2 separate regions of the Sus scrofa genome follow, and region 2 is linked to region 1. A link is a contact called in public Hi-C data. All regions are on one chromosome and are shown on one strand. The core of a region is the stretch at or near the end of the contact, and the rest is flanking DNA. Distances in the headings are between cores, read along the strand shown.

Evidence for each region. Hi-C and Micro-C count contacts between places; a contact is called where the count stands out from the background.
Region 2: a contact with region 1 is called in a Hi-C map of skeletal muscle, with 4 times the contacts expected there. The contact joins the enhancer-like site here to the promoter of TPGS1 in region 1. A contact is called at or near these places in 3 of 47 Hi-C or Micro-C datasets (heart right ventricle, liver and skeletal muscle) and 1 of 2 datasets of contacts at active chromatin or transcription factors (skeletal muscle).

The regions. Positions count from the first base shown.
Region 1 is chr2:77,781,525-77,786,505 of Sscrofa11.1, forward strand. TPGS1 (tubulin polyglutamylase complex subunit 1) reads right to left here and starts at 1,910. Exons shown (of 2, transcript XM_021084307.1): 1 at 1,527-1,910. The coding sequence starts at 1,900. MADCAM1 (mucosal vascular addressin cell adhesion molecule 1) reads right to left here. Exons shown (of 5, transcript NM_001037998.1): 4 at 4,850-4,981; 5 at 3,086-3,439. The coding sequence ends at 3,330.
Region 2 is chr2:77,656,155-77,661,135 of Sscrofa11.1, forward strand. It overlaps PRSS57 (serine protease 57), which reads left to right. Exons shown (of 5, transcript XM_021084295.1): 5 at 1-1,473. It overlaps FSTL3 (follistatin-related protein 3), which reads right to left. Exons shown (of 5, transcript XM_021084296.1): 2 at 4,723-4,908; 3 at 2,405-2,620; 4 at 1,576-1,803; 5 at 501-1,485. The coding sequence ends at 1,430. Among named protein-coding and RNA genes, the nearest start is that of FSTL3, 4.0 kb to the right of the region's middle. Within about 2 kb of position 2,382, at least 74 of the 83 cell types and tissues checked have an H3K27ac peak or open chromatin away from gene starts, as enhancers often do. A contact at or near this core is called in liver and skeletal muscle, where this site is marked.

The DNA.
Region 1 (4,981 bases), core at 660-3,159:
TCAAACAGCTCCCTTTGTTCAAAACCCAGGACACTTCTCAACCCTCATCTACAGAGCCACTGGACCCAGGGCTGCCGACAGCTCACAAGGTGCCTTTGTGTGAATTAGAAGCTCTGCCAGAAGGCTTCACACAAAAGTCCCCGCCTGTGATGTCTATGGGGTGGGTGGCTTGTGCAGTACCTGACCTAAAAAACTGTACACGACCCTGCTACTGACTCTTCCTCCTGGAAGTTGTCCTGGGCTGCCCCTCTCCTCTGGTTCCCTCCTCCATGTCTGGTCGGCCTTCTCATGCTTTGCTGTGGGTTTGCTGAGGCTGTGGCCCCTCAGAGTTGGATCCTGGGCTCTTCCCAGCTCCCCCGAGGCCTTCATAACCCCTCCCAAGTGACAACCTCCTGCCCCTGTCACGTCTCCGTTGCAGACCTGACTGCCCACCTTTCTGCTGCAAGATTTTCCCAGCCCCCTACTCAGCTCCCCTCAGAACCAGTGTGACCTCCCATCTCAGGGACCTGTTCCTGTTCCTGTTCCCTGCACAACTCCTGCCACCTCGGCCCCAGCAAAAGCAGCAACTCGACCTTCAGAGCATGTGCCCTGAGCTCTGGACGCTCACCAGCTTGCTCCCTGCCAGGTCCCTATCTCTGGCCACCCCCTTTTCTGGCTGTCACCTTGGACACTCCCCCCTTCCCCCTGTGGCACAGACAGGCACTCTGCATGGGTGCCTGCTCTCCATACCCCTCCCCACACCCAGGCTTCCTCCAAGCCTCTCTGTGCTCCCCTTCTTAGGAGCTGCCTCCAGATAGGGGGGCTGGGGGATTAGGCTGAAACTCTCCCCTGCCTGGCTTCCTCCCCTTCCTGAGTTCTCTGAGAGCACCTTCTTATAACGTGATCCCCATGTGAATGCTCGCCTCAGGCTCTGCTTCTGGGGAACCCCCAATCTAAGTCCCAGCCCACCTACATCCAGCAGCAACCTTGTCTGGTTGATGCTGGTTCTCTCCATCCACGTGGTATGGCTCACACATTCAACGGGTGTTTCTCAATCCCCTTCTATGGGCTCAGAGCTGGGGGTGGGGGTGGGCGGCAGGCACCATCCCCTCCACACCGCCATGCGAAAGTTCCACGGCCTTCCCTTCCCCTGTGGACCCCCACACTGCAGCCCTACAGCCTCCAGGCCAGTGCGCCTGCTGGCCTTTCCCTGTGCGTCATGCAGGCCCCTTCCCGGACACCCCTCCTGCCCGCAGGAGGCCTTGCCCTAGGGCTGCAAAGGGAAGCTCAGCACCTGCAAAAAGGCATCACAAAAGACAAAGTCGACCAGAGCTCGCAGCACTGGCCCTCATCTCGGTGGCCGAGCCGGGAACCTCCAGCTGACAGCAGTGCGCGCCCACCCCGCGCCAGGGGCAACGGACCACAGTTCCCAGCAAGCCCCACGCTATATCGCCGGCGCCGAGGCGGGGAGCGAGCAGCACGGAGCACGCTGGGAGTTGAGGTCCGGCCGCATCCCCTACCCGCCCGGGCCCGGCCCAGCCCCGCACCTCTGGGAGTGGTGAGCCAGGCGAAGATGCCATAGCGCGCGGCCCAGGCGCTGCTGCTGCAGCAGGAGCTGGCCCGGGGGCTCCCCGGCGCCGCCGTTTGCAGGCGAGCGCAGGCCCATGTTCTCGAAATAGTGTGCAAGGAAGGCAATGGGCTCCTCGGGTCGCGCCTCCAGCACCTTCAGCAGGGCCGCGCGCAGCATCTCCGTCACGCCGACCTGCCGCAGAAAGTCCTCCTCACTCTCGGCCGTCACAGCTGCTCGGGAGACCCCTGGCCGGCCGCTGTCCGTGATACTGGCCGCCTGGGTCATCGCCGGCCGCCGCTTCTCCACTGCCGCCATCTTCGCTGAGGGCGACAGGGCCGGAAGCGCCGCCATATTTCACAGTACGCTAGCGACTCGGGCCGGCCATCTTGGTTAAGGGCAGAGAGCACCCGGATCCCGCTGGGATACTGGGAAATCACCACCGCAGGCCACTCTTTCTCCTAGGTTCTAACTGGCATTCTCTCTCAGGTTTCCTCTTTACGTGTGCTGGCTGGTTTTCCTGGCTTGGGCCAGGAACTTAAATTTTGCCAGACTCCAAAATGGATCCCTAGGAAGGGCTTGGTTTCTGGTGTGAAGCTGGATTGCTTGCCATCTTGGTAGTGGGCGAGCCCTTCATTAGCACGGTGCCCTGGCAACCGGTCTCCTTGGTTACCAAAGACGCCCTGCTGAGCATAGGCGGTATGGCTCCACCCCACCTCCAGGACTAAGTAATGTCCCCCTCCCTTTTCTGATTTTCAACTCAGCGTTTGTGCTCAGCCTAATTCAGTCTACGTCTGACTGTGTAGCACTTCGTGGGGAAAAGCTCCCTCTATGCACCAGACTGTGTTCGGGGTCCACTCTGCGCTCCCTCTGCCCTTAGTCCCCGGTACGCGCCTGCTGAGTGAGTGGAGTACTCACGGTTCCCAATTATTCGCCCCTGGCTATTACCTTTCCTTCCCACCAGAGGGATCTTTGTCGCCTGCATCCTCTATAACTCTCAACTCTCTCAGAGCGCCCAGTTATAGCAGGCTGAAGTCCCTGGCATCTACAGTCCTGCCAATCTCATATCCAGCCCCTCTGTCTTGCCTTTCCCGCCACCTTAGCCCACAGCCATTCGCAAAGAGATGCTATTTCCCTTAACAAGTCACCTCTGTCTGTCTTTGCCCATGCCATCCCCAACAAATCTCCGCTGCTGCTGCTTTTTTTTTTTTTGGCCACACGGAAATTCCCAGTTCAGGAATCAAACCTGTGCCACAGTGGTGACAACACAGGGTCTTTAACCCGCTGAGCCACCAGGGCACTCTCTCTTCTCCGCTTCTTTTGAGGACTCCTAATTATTCTTTTAGCGTCAGTGTCCCGTTTCCCCCCCAGGGAAGGGCAGCAGGCAGGCAGAGTGCACACCTCTCCCCGAGCCCTGGCCAGGTGGGGCTGGGGTGTCTGTCCTTCCTTGTCTCTCTGGGGAGTCACCCAGAGCAGAGGATGCCTGGAGCTGTGTAGAGGATTCCAATGTCTGTTCTACCACAGGAACCACTGCCAAAGTTAGGCCAGATGCTCTTTATTCTCCAGCTCTGCACTGTTGGGGTGGCTCCCCAGGGGCCTCACTGAGGGGAAGCCCAGCCAGCTGGGAAGCCTGGATGTGCTGCCATCAAGGTAAAGGGTGCATGGTCAGCCCCTCTGCTGTCCATAACCCTGTCAATGTCCTCTCGTTGCAACTGAGTGGAAAGAGTCCTCCTCTTTGTGGTCCAGGTGGCGCCGGAGGCCCAGAGGAGCGTAGGCCTGGTCATCAGCTGGTGGGCCGGCAGCGTTTCCACAGGCGGTAGATGAGGAACACCAGGAGAAGCAGCCCCAGCACCAAGCTACCCGTCCATAGGGCTGCAGATGCTGGCAGGGAGCCTGGGGCAAGATACAAAGGGAGCCCTTACACCCCTGCAGGTTTGGGGAGCAGCTTAGCAGAGTCTGCTAAGGGCTCCCACATTCACCGAGTCCCCTAACATTTTACAAAGGACTTCACCATTTAGAATGTCTTTAGAAATGTACAAAAATCGCTGGACTATCCAAAGGCCCTTATTTTATTTTATTTTAATTTTTAGGGCCACAGCCACAGCATATGGAAGTTCCTAGGCTAGGGGTCGAATTAGAGTAGCAGCTGCCAACCTACGCCACAGCCACAGTAATTCCAGATTCAAGTTGCATCTGCAACCTGCGATGTAGCTCATGGCAACGCCAGATCCTTTACCCACTGAGTGGGGCTAGGGATTGAACATGCATCATCACAGATATCATCTGGCTTCATTACTGCTGAGCCACAACAGGAACTTCCAAAGACCTTTGGAGTGAAACTTTTTTTTTTTTGGTCTTTTCTAGGGCTGCACCTGTGGCATATGGAGGTTCCCAGGCTAGGGATCTAATTGGAGCTGTAGCCGCCGGCCTATGCCAGAGCCACAGCAATGCAGGATATGAGCCGCATCTGTGACCTACACCACAGCTCATGGCAATGCCAGATCCTTAACTCACTGAGCGAGGCCGGGGATCAAACCTGCAACCTCATGGTTCCTAGTCAGATTCATTAACCACTGCCCCACGACGGGAACTCCCTAGAGTAAACCTTTTGAAAAGTTCATAGGACCTTATAGTGAGAAGTAGGCTGTCCAGTGAGGGGCTACTTGTGAGGACTGCATTTAAAGCGTGGCCATTCTGAATGGACAGCACTGTTCATGTAAAATGCACATCATATTTTGAAGACTTAGTTTGAAAAAAAAAAACTGATTCATGCTTTGTTGTAGGTTACATGTTGAGAAGATAATATTTGAGATATACTAGATTTGATGCAATATATTATCAGACTTTTTTTTTTTGGCCACATTCACGGCAAGCAGAAATCCCCCAGGCCAGAGATCAAACCTGTGCCACTGCTGTAACCAGAGCCAGAGCAGTGACAATGCCAGATCCTTAACCCACTTAGCCACAAGGGAGCTCCTTATCAGACTTTTTCCATTTTTTTTTTTTTTTTCCTGAATGTGGCTACTAGAAAAGCTGAAATTACCGAAGTGGTCATATTTTATTTTATTCCACAGGCTGTTGCAGTCCATAGAGGTCAGAATTTACAAACTACTGTGACATCTATATGGTCCCAGAAACTTAACAGTTATCGCCATGCAGGCAGCTATGACTTAACAGTGTTAGGGAAGCATGGCAGACAGCTGGGGACATAGGCTGGCAGGGTGCCTCCCGGTTTAAAATCCAGACACGAGGTTTCCCTGCCTCCCAGCCTCCCCCAGTGCCCACCCCAGCCCCCAGACTCACAGATTTCTGGGACCAGGTACAGGTTGGCCATCTGGCCCCCTGGGTCCAGGCGACACTGGAACCAGCCCTCAGGGTGGCACTCAGTCCACAGCGTGCTCCCGCTGGTAAGCCAAGCCTGGGCCCCGGCCTCCC
Region 2 (4,981 bases), core at 1,132-3,631, 120 kb before region 1:
GCCAGGCTGAGAGAGGGTGGGGTCTCAGGTTGGCCTGGCTTCATGGGAAGCCTGTCCTCACCCTCTGAAGAGTGCCTGGAGCAAACTGTGCCGGCTCATGGCAAAGCTGCATGGGGCCCAGCCAGTGCTATTCCTAATCGTGTCAACGTCTCTGTTGTACCTTTAGCCTTTCCAGACCAGGCCTCCATATCTGGACCCTAAGCCAGCCAGCTTCTTGGGGCAGCCCTAAGTATCCTAAGCCAGCTTCCCTCCCTTGCCCCTCCTACCCACCCCTAGTCCTCCCCGGGCTGCTGACCACAGCCTGAATGTGGACACTGAGGCCCAGAGACCAGAAGCAGCTGCCCCAAGGACGTATGATTGCGCCTCTCCCCTGGATGCTTCCAGAGCCCCCAGGCACCACCATAATAGCACTCCAGGCCCAGGTGCTAACCCCCTCCACCGAAGTGGGGGCACAGAGGCTCAGAGAGAGAGGGACAAACCAAGGCCTGGACATCCCAAGATGCTTTTTCAGTGTTTATTTCTTTGGTGGGATAGGCAGGACCCCAGGGGGTAGGTTGCCTTGTCGGGGTGCGGGTGGGGGCTCAGGGTAAACCCACTATTCAAGGGCACTTTCTTGGTGTCACAGATAAGGCACTTCCTGGAGGCTGAGAAGGACGAGCACCACTGCCCTACGTTCTGAACTCGTGGAGCTAGGCTCCTGCTCCACTGGGCCCCAACCTCAGGTCTGAGCCTCCAGTCCACACACAGGCACAGGTGACACACAGCAACAGCCCAGGCAGGTGAAGGGAATCCAGCTGGCAGGCGAGGAGGGTCCAGCTGGGCACCGGACCTAGCGGCCTGGCCAGGGCAGGATGTGGGGGACTGAAGGGTCCCAGGTGTGGACCCCACCTGTGGACAGGGCAGCAGGCACTCACACCAAGGGGTGACCCATGGATGCAGAGCTCCAGGATGCCAGATGTGCAGCGGGTCTTGGCATCTGCACCCCACCCTGAGCCAGTGAGCAAGCCTAGGTGGGTTGGGCACCACAGGACATGGTGTTCATCTGGACAAACCCAGGCCTTGGATCCCTCTCACCTCCTGGCTCCTGTTTGAGAAGGCAGGGTGTCTCTTCATTACTTGCTGGCAGAAAATCCCCAGCCCTCTCAGGGGCCATGATAATTAACAGTTACCCCCAAGGAGCAGAAGCAGTGGGGTCCTCCTGGGCAGTATGGTGCCTGGGGTGCAGGTGCAGTGCCATCCACCCACCAGCCAGGCCCCCAGGCCTCCTTCCCCAAATCCTGCCAAGATATCGTAGGGGGAGCACCAGGGCTCCCAAAATGGTACCAGTCCAGGCTCTGGGGAGTGTCCGTCAGACATAAATTAGACTCTGCTGTGGCAATAAATAAAATGGGGAGACCTTGAACACCAGGCCCAGGCCGGCCCCACAGGCTCACACAAAGTTCTCTTCCTCCTCCTCCGACTCAGCATCTAACAGCTCAGGGGTGCCTGTAGAGTGGGAGGTACAAAGAGAGAAATAGGAGAGCGGAGAGGGGCTGGGGGCTAGACCCCGCCGCTGCTCCCCGCCCCGCGCCGCACCTGTACAGCTGCCCGGGTGACGCACGCCGATGGAGCGGCCCAGGAAGCAGGTGGCCTGGCGGAGGTGGCATGAGGACATGTAGGTGACGTTGTTGTTGCCACAGAGCTCCTGGCCAGGGCTGGAGGGTGCGGGGCAGGGTGCCGCGCGACACACCACGCAGTGCGCGCTGCCCGTCTGGTCCACGACGCACGATTGCGGCCTCAGGCACACCACGTGAGCGCACGATTCTACAGGTGAGGAGCCGGGGCAGGTCAGGTACATTCCTCTTGACCCAACAGAGCCCCAGGCCCCTCCCCGGAGCGAGCAATAGGGTCCAGCAATAGGGTCCCACCCTCAGACCCGCCCCTCTAGTCGGGCCGGAAGCCACTGGCCTTCCAGGAGACCCGCCCATACACTCAAGATCCACTCTCAATCCCGCCCCCACTCCCTCTGCGCCAACAAGCTCCTGAGTCACACACACCCATATCTCTCACCCTGGATGAAACCCAGAACCCCCTTTCCAAACCTGAACCCAATTCTCCCTCATTCCCGACCGCACAAAAGACCTAATCTAGTGACACTTCTGTTGGAGCAAAACAGGCCCCCTAGGCTCCGCCCACCACCAGCCCCGCCCCAATTAGCGAGACAACGCCCTTTGGGTAGCCTGGACTTTAGACCCCGCCCTCACGCGCAGCAGTAGCGGCCCCGGTACAGCCCACTCGGTCTGGGTGAGCGGGCTTCACGCCCCGCCCCCACAAGACCCCGCCCCGACGTGCTGCTGCAGCAGCCTCTTACAGGTTGCTCAGGCTCTGTGGCCCCGCCCCTCCCGCAGGCCCCGCCCCGACGTACTGCGGCAGCGGCCCCGGTACATGACGCGCAGGTCCGGGTGGCCGCGGCAGCGCGCGGCGAGCAGCTCGCATTCGTCGCGGTAGGTGGCGCCGTCGGAGCCGCAGACCTGCAGACGCGCCTGGAGCCCTGCGCAGTCGGGCGCGCACTCGCAGCGCGGGCGGCCCCCTAGCATGCGGCAGGCCTTGCCAGGGCCGCACTCCACCCCTTCGCACGAATCTGTGGACACAGGACACGCGCGCGTGGGCTGGGGCACGTGGCCGAGGCCGGAGGTCCCGTGCCCCCGCCGCCTGTTCTGAGCGATAAGAGGCTATGCCGGAGTCAGGGGCAGTCCAGAGTCGGGGCGCACGAGAGAGGGGACTGGGGGAGGGACCATTAGGGCGAGATTCAGCCACAGCCCGGTTGGACCCGGATTCGGGGCTGCTCCTGGGGCGGGGTGGGGGAGGGGTCTGTTGGGAGGCGGGGCTCAGTGTGGGCAGGAGGGGGTGCGTCTCGGTTCGGAATTTGGGGGTCCGGGAACCCGCTTCCATCCCCGGTCCGGCTCTCGCTCCGCAGCTGGGCCATCCGCTAGAGCTGACGTCTGTTCCCTGATTTACGCGCGTTTCTGGGAAGGCCGGCGGGGGGCCGGCTGCGTCAGCCCGGGGAGGGGGGCGGGGGGGCTCGGGGACTCCACCCCGTCCAGGCGCGGGTCTGGGGAGGACGGGTAGTGTCTGTTCCTTGTGCCTGCCAGGACCTCCCTGGAGGAGGCGTCGGGGAGGGCGGGGCGTCGACCTGATCTGAGGCTCATTTCCTGGGGGCGGGGGCTTTGCCACAACCCGAGCCCTCTGAACTAGGGGTTACCGCCCCCGCAGTCCCGTTTCTCAGGTACAGAAACAAGCCTTTTTCTCGGGTCCCCGCCCCAACTCAGGCCCCACAAAAGGCTATTTCTTGCCTCCCAACTGCCCCCGCGAGGTGGTGCCTTTTTCTCATCGTTTTACAAAAGGGGGACACTGACGCCCCATCACAACTGTGAGTGGGGAGAGCCAGTACACCTCGGCATGAGAACCCCAGACCAGACCCGATGGACCCCCAGTCCTGTGACTTGTGGGTCTGGAGGGCCGTCTCTGAGCTCGAGTTTGCATTTCAGCCTCAGTTCCCTGTGTGTAAAATGGGGCTAATGGGGAAACCCACCTTATTGGGTGAACATAAAATGATGGATGCTCCGGAGAGACCAGCCTGCGCCCTCCCTATGTCCCCCTGCCAGGGCATGTGGGCCGCACCTGGGAGCCTCCCACACTGCCCGCCCACACACACATCTGGAAACGCTCCCTTCACTCAGGCCAAAACGGAAGTGGCGGGGCTGAATTCCTGTCTCCTAGACCAGATTTGGGGGGGGGCAGGGTGTCCTGGACCATCTCACTCCCCCGTCAGGCACTTTCTGAAGTCTGAGGGCTTCTGGAGGCAACCAGGGCACATGGCAGTTGAGTTCAGGACCACCCAGCCTGGCTGATCTGGGATTAATCACATCCCAGCGGCCAGCCAGGATCCTCAGCTTGGCCTGCAGGTCTACAGCCCTCAGCTCTAGCCTCCTCCCTGCTCCTGACCCCACCCATCAGGATCTGATCCCAGGACAGGGTCTCTGCTGATGTTCTCCATACTTTTTCCAGCTGGCAAACTCCTAATCATCCCCTAAAACCCTGGCTCTAGAGCCCACTTCCTTAAATTCATTCCCCATGTGCCTCTGGGTCCTTGAAGGCTTAGCCTTGCACAGGGAGCTGGGAAGGTTCCCAAGCCCTTCTCCAGGTCAGAGAATATGTCTTGACTTGGTCATTCATTCTGCCTTCAAAGAACTCTCTCTGATGGAGGAGGCAGCATGTCACAGAACATGGTCTAGAAGGCAAATGCTTGTTAAACATGCAGCTGTGGCCCTAACCACAGACCTGGAATCTGTGGAGTTAAGGGCAGATAAGTGTTTGGGAACAGAGTGTGGGGTCACAAACCCAAATGGCCAGTTGGGGAAAAATCCACTTTCTAGTAGTTAGGTGTGAGTACTTCCACTAGGTGGAGTGCTGGTGGGAAAGGCCACCCAGGCAGGTGAGTGAGGACCTAGAGGCTGGAAAGGAAACTGGGGAGTCCTTGGAGCTTCTTGAATCCCCAACTGCAGGAAGCTGAGGCCTGGGAACCTGAAGGCCCCCAACTCCTCTGAGCTTGGGATCCCCTCCACAATCCCTCCTGCCAGCAGCCTCAAGCTCTGTCTACCTCCTGAGACGGGGAGCTCACTCGTAGCTGTCCCGCGTTTGACTACAGTAACCCTGGCCTGTGGCGGGTGCCCAGGGTCTCACCTTTGCAGGGGAGGCAATGGACGAGGCCCAGGAAGCCCAGGAGGCTGATCTTGTTCCCCGGGTGGGTAAAGTTGGACCAGGCAGTGTCAATGTTGCCAGATGCACAACACTCAGCCCGGCTCACGTCCGTCTTCAGCACAAGGCTGCAGGTGGCCTCTCGGCCCTGCTGGAGCCAGCAAACCCCACCTGCAGACAAGGGGGCAGTTCCTACCAGGCCAAAGGTGCCCTCCAGTGTCCCTCCCAACACTCAGGCCTCGAC